Regions from separate parts of the Sus scrofa genome. Here region 1 is linked to region 2. The links are chromatin contacts, called in public Hi-C maps. All regions are on one chromosome and are shown on one strand. The core of a region is the stretch at or near the end of the contact, and the rest is flanking DNA. Distances in the headings are between cores, read along the strand shown. Region 1 holds the start of PCDH9 (protocadherin-9). Region 2 has its middle 2.0 Mb from the start of PCDH9.

Region 1 (3,745 bases), core at 874-3,373, 2.0 Mb after region 2:
TCGCCGGCCACTACATAACCTCAAATCACAATACCAAGACCTCCAATTTCTTACCCAAACCTTGCTTTCATTTCTCCATGTTGCCAAATTAGCCCCATTAGAATTAATAAACGCATTAAAACTTTTAGAATATATATAATAATATAGGATTATTTATCCTAGAGGTGGAAGAGAGTGCCAAGATACAAGTGAAACGCAGCTAACATTTCCATGTAATAGCACAATATTTTCTACTGAGCATAAAAGAGGGAAAAAATTGCAGTTTCTTAACCCCCGATCTCTGGTTATAGTATTAGTAACATCTGCCACACGTAAATACTGCAACTCAGTAATGCAGGTAAAAAGCCTTCTGTTTAGATGCCCCCCAACTGCAATTTACATGGGTGCAAGGTTCCAAGCAGCTACCTACTTGAGTAGAACTGGTCAGTTCCCAGGCTCTAATCTTATCTGCATTAGGCTGCACGGTAGCTGATGCCCGCGATTAGTTCCGGCAGAGTGATGCAGGTAGGGATGCAGATACAGCCTAGTAGGTGAGCTCTGCCCCAACCGTCTACCCAATTACAAACATCTATCGTCTACACCGAGGACATATCTAAACACAAAATGTACAATTGTGCATGCGAAACTTTACACTTACGTTAGTTGCCTCAACCTTTCCCCTTTCCCGGTATGCTGCAGTTAGGAATGATCTGTTCCAACACATAGAAAGCCATGCATCTGGTAGCACCAGTTTGGGGAGAAATCAGAAGCAGCAAAACGTTTCCTCTTTGTAAAATGTGTTGCTTCGGGCTGGCAAATTAGCAACTCCAGAAAACAAATTCACAGATTTGTCGTTAGTCATTCTCTCCACATTTCGTCTCTATTACCCACGGGGTCTGAGCTCTTCTGGTATTTAACACACACACAACATCCAATTGCACTTCTTCAGCTCAGGGATATTTTCCACAGCATCAAGCATACCATTTCCCTCCGATGTCAATACTGCTCAAGTCTCTTAACTTCTTGTAGGAAACGTCAGAGTTGGGGTGATGGTGATTCTCTGGATGATCTCCGGGTGACAGTTGCCTGAAAAATTCCTAATTGGTTATCTCTCTCGGGCTTCAGAGACTCTAGGGTGCTCCTTCCTGTCTGGCATGCTCTCCCTCTCTCCCTTCTCCTCTGCCCCTCTCTCCTTCTCCCTCTCCTCTCTCCTCTCTCTGAACTGAATTTCTTGATATAACTCTCAATAAGCCCAGAGGGAGGGCGTGACGAACTGAGCCCCGCCCCTGCCCCCTGATTGGCCCGTATCTTGCGGTGCGGGCGGCCACAGCCGGGCGCGGAACAAGGCGCTGACTGTCTTCCAGCCTCCCCTCCCCATCGCCCCTTTGGCAGTCACGAAAACCCGGAGTCACGATCCCAGCCCCGGGAGAGCTGGATTCCAGGAGGCGCACTGAGCATGCCCAGCATGGGCCGGTCGGGGAAGGAAGCGGCGGCGCTCCCCAGACCCGCGAGGACAGGGCTGTCACGGGCGCATAAGGGCTGGCGGCTGCTCGGAGTGGCTCCGTGTAGCGAGCAGCCGAGCCCCGGCAGTCGCTCGACCAGAGGCAGCGCGGGAAGCCGGCAGGGCGTGCGGGGCGCAGACCCTGGAGCCTCGGGCACCGCGGAGGGCGGATGGGGGATGCCGAGGCGGCCCGGTTGCCGACGCACATCCCGCACTTCTCTTTGCTAAATCGAGGGACCAAAATGCAGAGATCGGAGAGAGACCACCCGGGGTCCGAGGAGCGAAACACTCCGTCGCCCCTCGGAGGGAAGCAGGGGCCAGCAGATCCCCGGAGCGCGTTAAATGGACTACACGCCCGGTGCTGCAACTAGAGGCTTTTGCTGGCGGGGACTCTGGCCGGAAAGGCAGAGAGGGCGGATAGGAAAGGTCGGGACAGAGGATATTTGAATCTCCTTCAAGACCGGAGAGAAAATTACTTTGAGCACTCCCTACTTGCTGGGTGACGGAAGCTGCCGGGAGAAAGGGAAAATGACAGCTTCTGGGATCCCCGTAGTCAGCCCTAGGCCTGTCCGCTGTGCGGAGAGAAGTCTCCTACCCGGGAGTGTGACAGGCCGCGGCGGCTGATCAAGGCTGACCTTGCACTTCTGCTCCCGCAGCGCCCAGAAACCTACGAAACAGAGCTCGCCCGGACGCGTGGCTGCGGCAAAAGCCGCTTCAGCTCACCTATCTGCAAACTTTACTTGGGAGAGGCTGGGAGGAGTCCCGTCCAGCTGCTCCCCAAGCTGAGGAACATATTTCCTTTCCCATTAACACTGTCTGAGGATTCCAACTTTACCTGTAGTACTTGGCTTTCCTGTGCAGTTCATTTCTGTGACTCCTCTTCCGTCGAGTATCCTCATACGTTTCTCATTTTCATTCAAGAGCCGGATAGAATAACTCTCAAAAGGATTAGTTTATACCATAAATATTGGCCCTGAAAGCACTTATCTATATTTGACTGATCTTTTAAAATCAGTAAACCACGAAGATTTGTGCAATGGGTTGTACCTACGACGCCAGATACCTGAGTAAAATTTGAGGCATTAATAATAACAGTTCACTTGGAACAACAACAAAAAATTATTTTTTAGCATGACCTATAAAGGTCTAAGAAGGTCTTAATGCATGATTGAATAACTTATTCTAACTTACAGGGAGGATAAAGGGCATTTATTTTAAACCTCCGTGTTCCCCATTCTATACTGGCCTGAAGATGCCATAAAGGCTCTTCATATAGTTATGCACTGGGATGGAGTTTCAGGAACACCTCTTGTTTTTGAATACAATGGCTTTCCTTTTTAAATATGAACACTTATTTTTAGATATTTAAAAGTAAAAAGAAAAAAATTACTACGGAAATCTACTAAATTTAGATATTCTATAAATAATCCCTTAATTTAACCAACACATTTGACATTGCAATTTCCCCACTCTGAGACTATAAGCTCTTTTTTTTTTTATAAGTGCAGTGCCTATAAACCCAGTGTAAAATACATTAATCCCTTATGTGTGAAATATAAAACAGGTTTCTAGCAAGCCATAGGTTGACACTGTTTTGAAATAGCTAAACAACTCCTATGATAGTATTTTGTATGATTAGAATATATACAGTTTTAAAAAGGACTGCTTAAGTATCTAAAAGTCAATACAAAAATATTAACTTCTACAATAATGTGAGTGAATTCAAGGAAGATATTTTTATCTTACCACAGTGAATGTTCATTTTGCCATTCACAAAATGTACCATTTAAGCGAGTGCATTGTTCCAATTGTCACCTATTTTGTGATCTGAACTAGTTTAAAATAATAAATGAACCATCCTTCTGATATATTACAATAAACATATCAGCACAGTCACTTTCCAGTTCATTTTGTAAGCATCACAGTTATATTACACTCTTATTCTAATCATACTGTAGTCATTTCAAAGTCATGTTGTAGTGGCAGCACATAGCTTAGCAATAATTGTTTAACATTATTCCTAAGTAGAATTGTTTCTGTTTGCGAAGGGGTAGATTTTCTTGGTAGTCAGAACCCATTATTACCCTAAGCTCATAAATGAAATCTTAGTATGAACAATGGTAGAGGTTATGGAAGAAAAAATATATCATCACATGATAAGACATGTCTATGAGGCTTCAATTAACAGACATCGCAGGTCAAAGCCTCAAAATGAAGTAGATATAGCTTCTTTTCAAAGGAGATTGAGTATAATACAGAAATAGA
Region 2 (3,830 bases), core at 317-2,816:
TATAGGAAATAAAACCCAGGATTTATTTTTTTTTTTTTAGTTAGCTATATCCTTTTTCTTATGGAAAGTCATCAGAGAGTCTATGGATTCCTCAAATTTTTAGAAAAAATAACTATCTAGGTCATCGTAGAGCCAAAAAAAAAAAAAGCTGATTGATAAACCAAGTTAATCAAGGGCATTAATGGCCTTACAAGACTCTGGCTTTGGACATAAAAATGTTGAAACTGCATTCTTAAATAAGTTCAAGGTCAAGAATTTTGTAAAATCCATTAATCACATGCATTAGTTGATGTCTTGAGTCTTCATTTCACTGTGAACATTATTTAATTAAACCATCCAATTAAATATATTGTATATTTGTTTCATATCATACATTTTAAAATTGAAACAAATTTTACTACTGCTTTATAAGTCATAAATGTATGTTTCAGTCAATAACTTTGGTACAATGCTCCAAATAATATTTTTAAATGAAAATATAAAATAGTAAAATTTAATTTTTTTTCACTAATAGTATAACTTTTTAATTTTACTAAACAAAGTTCAGGGGTTGACAGACAATTCTACTTTCCAGAAATAAAAGAAATATTTTACCTCACCTCCTTTTACCAAAATGGGAGAACAAAACAGGGCACAGAAATGTCCATAACTAACATAGAAGCAGAAGAGTTGATGCTCTTAAGTTCAGTTCATTGTACAACCAAGTACTGAAATTTAGGAAACTCATATATGCTCAATTTCTTCAGACTGTAATTTTATTGAAGTGTTTCCCCAAATAGGAGAGTGACCCCACAAAGATAATTTATGTAGATAAGTTGATATTCATTCTGCAAAATGCAACAAGGTAGCTGATGGATAGCTTATGCACAATTAGTATTTGTTTTACTCAAATAGATGAGGACTAATGTCTTTAATTTATATTCATATAGTAATAATGATATGCACAGCCAGATATAACCATGCACATTATATACTATACATGATGAATTGCATTTCATTAATTCTCAGATGAACTTATATTAAAACCTTAATTTTAGATCTCATGATGATTGATTAGAAGATATTGAGTGATATTTTAACTAACATATTCTTAATTCAAAGCTTCTTAATATAAAATAATGGTTCATCTTACAATTTATGCCATCTTTCAATTTCTGGCAGAATCTCCTTTTACTAGATAATACCACCTTTTTATATTTCAGAAGTGCATTTATTTTGTAAAAAAAAAATATGCGTGTGTATGTATAACTGATTTACTTTTCTGTACACCTGAAAATAACACAACCTTTTAAGTCAACTGTATGCCAATAAAATTTAAAAATAAAATTAAGCAAATAAAATAAACCATTAAAAATGTTAATAAAGAGAAACCTCTGTTAACCAGAGTTGGAGACCAGAAGGGGGAGCTCTAATGCCCTCCAAAGATAGCAGAGCCCAACAGGAGAAAAACTTCTCTTTTTTTTCCTGGCTACAACCCAACCAGTGAAAATTTTTGGACTCCTTGTTTACTATGCCCCCACCACCAACTTCCTCTTCTCAGTGTAGAAGTTCTCTTTCACTTGCTGCGCTGGGTAGTTGCACATGACTCACCACAATTGCAGACTCTGTATGGCAACTCCCTACTGATCCTGAATAAACCCATTTCTGCTGGAGAAATAACAGACAATCTATTTGTTTCAGGTCAAAAACAAGCAGCAGTAATAAACAGAAAGTGAATGGTTTGTGAGAGCAAACTTGGTATATTTGCCCTGACTGAGGGCACAGGAGAGAGACAGGTAGTTGCTAGGACTGCATTGTGCTGGCAAGGACCCTGTTGATGGTAATCATGAAATTTTTCATAGAAAATGGAGGAAGTAACTCTGGCCACCAATGACTTAAGTTTTTGTCATTCTTTTGCTGTGGTAAGTCAAATTCTGTTGTTGTTGTTTCAGAATTGTCCTGAAATGAGATCAAAGTGAGCAAAAATCTCAGTTAATGAGGTAAATAATTAAAAATAATAACTGTAATGATGATAAATTACAATAATTTATTTATCCATCTATCTATGTAATGTGTGATTAGAGGAAAGAAGAGCTCATGCCTGTTCATTTAAGAAAGTGTCTTGGTCTATCAAAAAAGGGCATCTTCCTTCCCTATGCAGAGAACATAGGGAAGGGAGTTTTCTATCATCTCTATAAAGGAGTGGATGGTTCAGAGTCTGAAATCCACTTGGTCATGATTTATCAGTGGTGTAGAGGGTTCATTTTATTAGATGTCAATATCATTTAAAACACAACACTTCATTCCTCTCTCTCATTCTTATTGCTCCCTGTCCATTCTTCTCTCACACAAGAATAGGAATAGGTTCTTAGCCAAATCATGAGCTAGGCAAGGAAGGCCAGGTAGGAACTAAGCATAAGGGACAGAGTATATGTCTCCCTTTTTACTGCCAAGCCTGGGTGAAAGAATCCAGCCAACAGCCTCATCCTGGGGCCAGGTGAATAGATTTGAAATTTGTTCCAAAGACCCGGCTATCCTGCTAATTTTGTTTTGTAGACACAACAGAGGCTACAAATCCTTTACCTGAGATTTGCATAATTTGAAAATATAATTTAGCCTTTACATAAATCATATTCTCCAGTATATTTAGCTGCATACATTTTTTTTTCTGTATACTCAGAAGTGAAGGAAGAGAAGGGGGTTAATACACCACAAAAATTCTATCAGGTGTCATTATTAGGCATGGTCATTTCATTCTTTAGTTATATTGTCATTTCATTTCTTTAGTTAAATTGTCATTCAATTCACCCAGCAAATTACCCTCTATATTTACCCTTATTTATTGGATGAGATTATTGAACCTCAACATGGTTAAGTAATTCACTAAGATCTGACAGGTAGCAAATGGCAAAGTTAAGGTTTCAAACCAGTCATTCACTCTCTAGAACTTAATGTTCTCACATGATATTGAACACAGGCCAATGCTTCTGGCTCAGTGACTCTGAGAAAGCAGCTGCTAAGCGAAGATCATAGAAGTTTCTCACTGTGTTCAAGAGACAACTGCTGTTCCTGTTGTTGTTTCCTTGCTGGCATGTGGAGCCATGGATGCCAGCACAGATCTGAAAATGTTTGCTTTTGATTATGACTATCATCTCCATGTGTGGATTGTGGCTATGGACAGTGAGGTGGTAGAAAGCAAACATTACCAGGGATACAGTTGTGCTTTCAGATTGGTCAGGAGGCATCACAGACACAAAGAAGTCCTAACTAAAAGATATGCCTGGCAGATTGCTTCCTTACATCCCAGACAGCAGGGCTCCTCCTGTCTTAACTTTAGGTCCTGGCAACCCAGACTGGTTTCCCTGGATACAGGAACTTCTCTGCTTAGCGGGATTGAAATATCAAGTGTGTCTGAATTTATTCAAACTCAAAAGGACAAATGCTCCCTGAAAAATATTAAAGGTCCTATTTTTAAGAGAGTGGGCCCAAATAGATTGATTTTTAAAACATTGTATATAACCAGATTTGGTATATTTTTAGTTATTTTATAGTGACCTTAAATTCAGTTTTAGGAAGATTGTAATAGATGTTGTAGTGACACCTCTTTACGCTATGAAAGAGAGTGTTTGAAAAAGATCTTGTTTAACAAATTATGATATTTCTTACTGAATCAGAAATCACCTGAAAATATCAACACATTCCATTTATTCCTCATTCTAAAGAGTGAATGCAAATATGGAACTCAAGGAGAGTCACAATTGTTATTTTCAGGGTATCAAAATAGAAATCATGTATTTTCATTTGTTCTGTTACTCAGAGCACATATAAAAATATCTAGTATATAAATGTTT

What was found. A called contact is a pair of places that touch in the nucleus more often than the background predicts.
Region 1: a contact with region 2 is called in a Hi-C map of embryonic fibroblasts, with 3 times the contacts expected there. The contact joins the promoter of PCDH9 here to the enhancer-like site in region 2. A contact is called at or near these places in 4 of 47 Hi-C or Micro-C datasets (brain, embryonic fibroblasts and skeletal muscle) and 1 of 2 datasets of contacts at active chromatin or transcription factors (skeletal muscle).

The regions. Positions count from the first base shown.
Region 1 is chr11:39,453,043-39,456,787 of Sscrofa11.1, forward strand. It overlaps PCDH9 (protocadherin-9), which reads right to left and starts at 2,124. Exons shown (of 4, transcript XM_021065365.1): 1 at 638-2,124.
Region 2 is chr11:37,476,410-37,480,239 of Sscrofa11.1, forward strand. No RefSeq gene overlaps it. Among named protein-coding and RNA genes, the nearest start is that of PCDH9, 2.0 Mb to the right of the region's middle. Within about 2 kb of position 1,567, at least 7 of the 83 cell types and tissues checked have an H3K27ac peak or open chromatin away from gene starts, as enhancers often do. A contact at or near this core is called in embryonic fibroblasts, where this site is marked.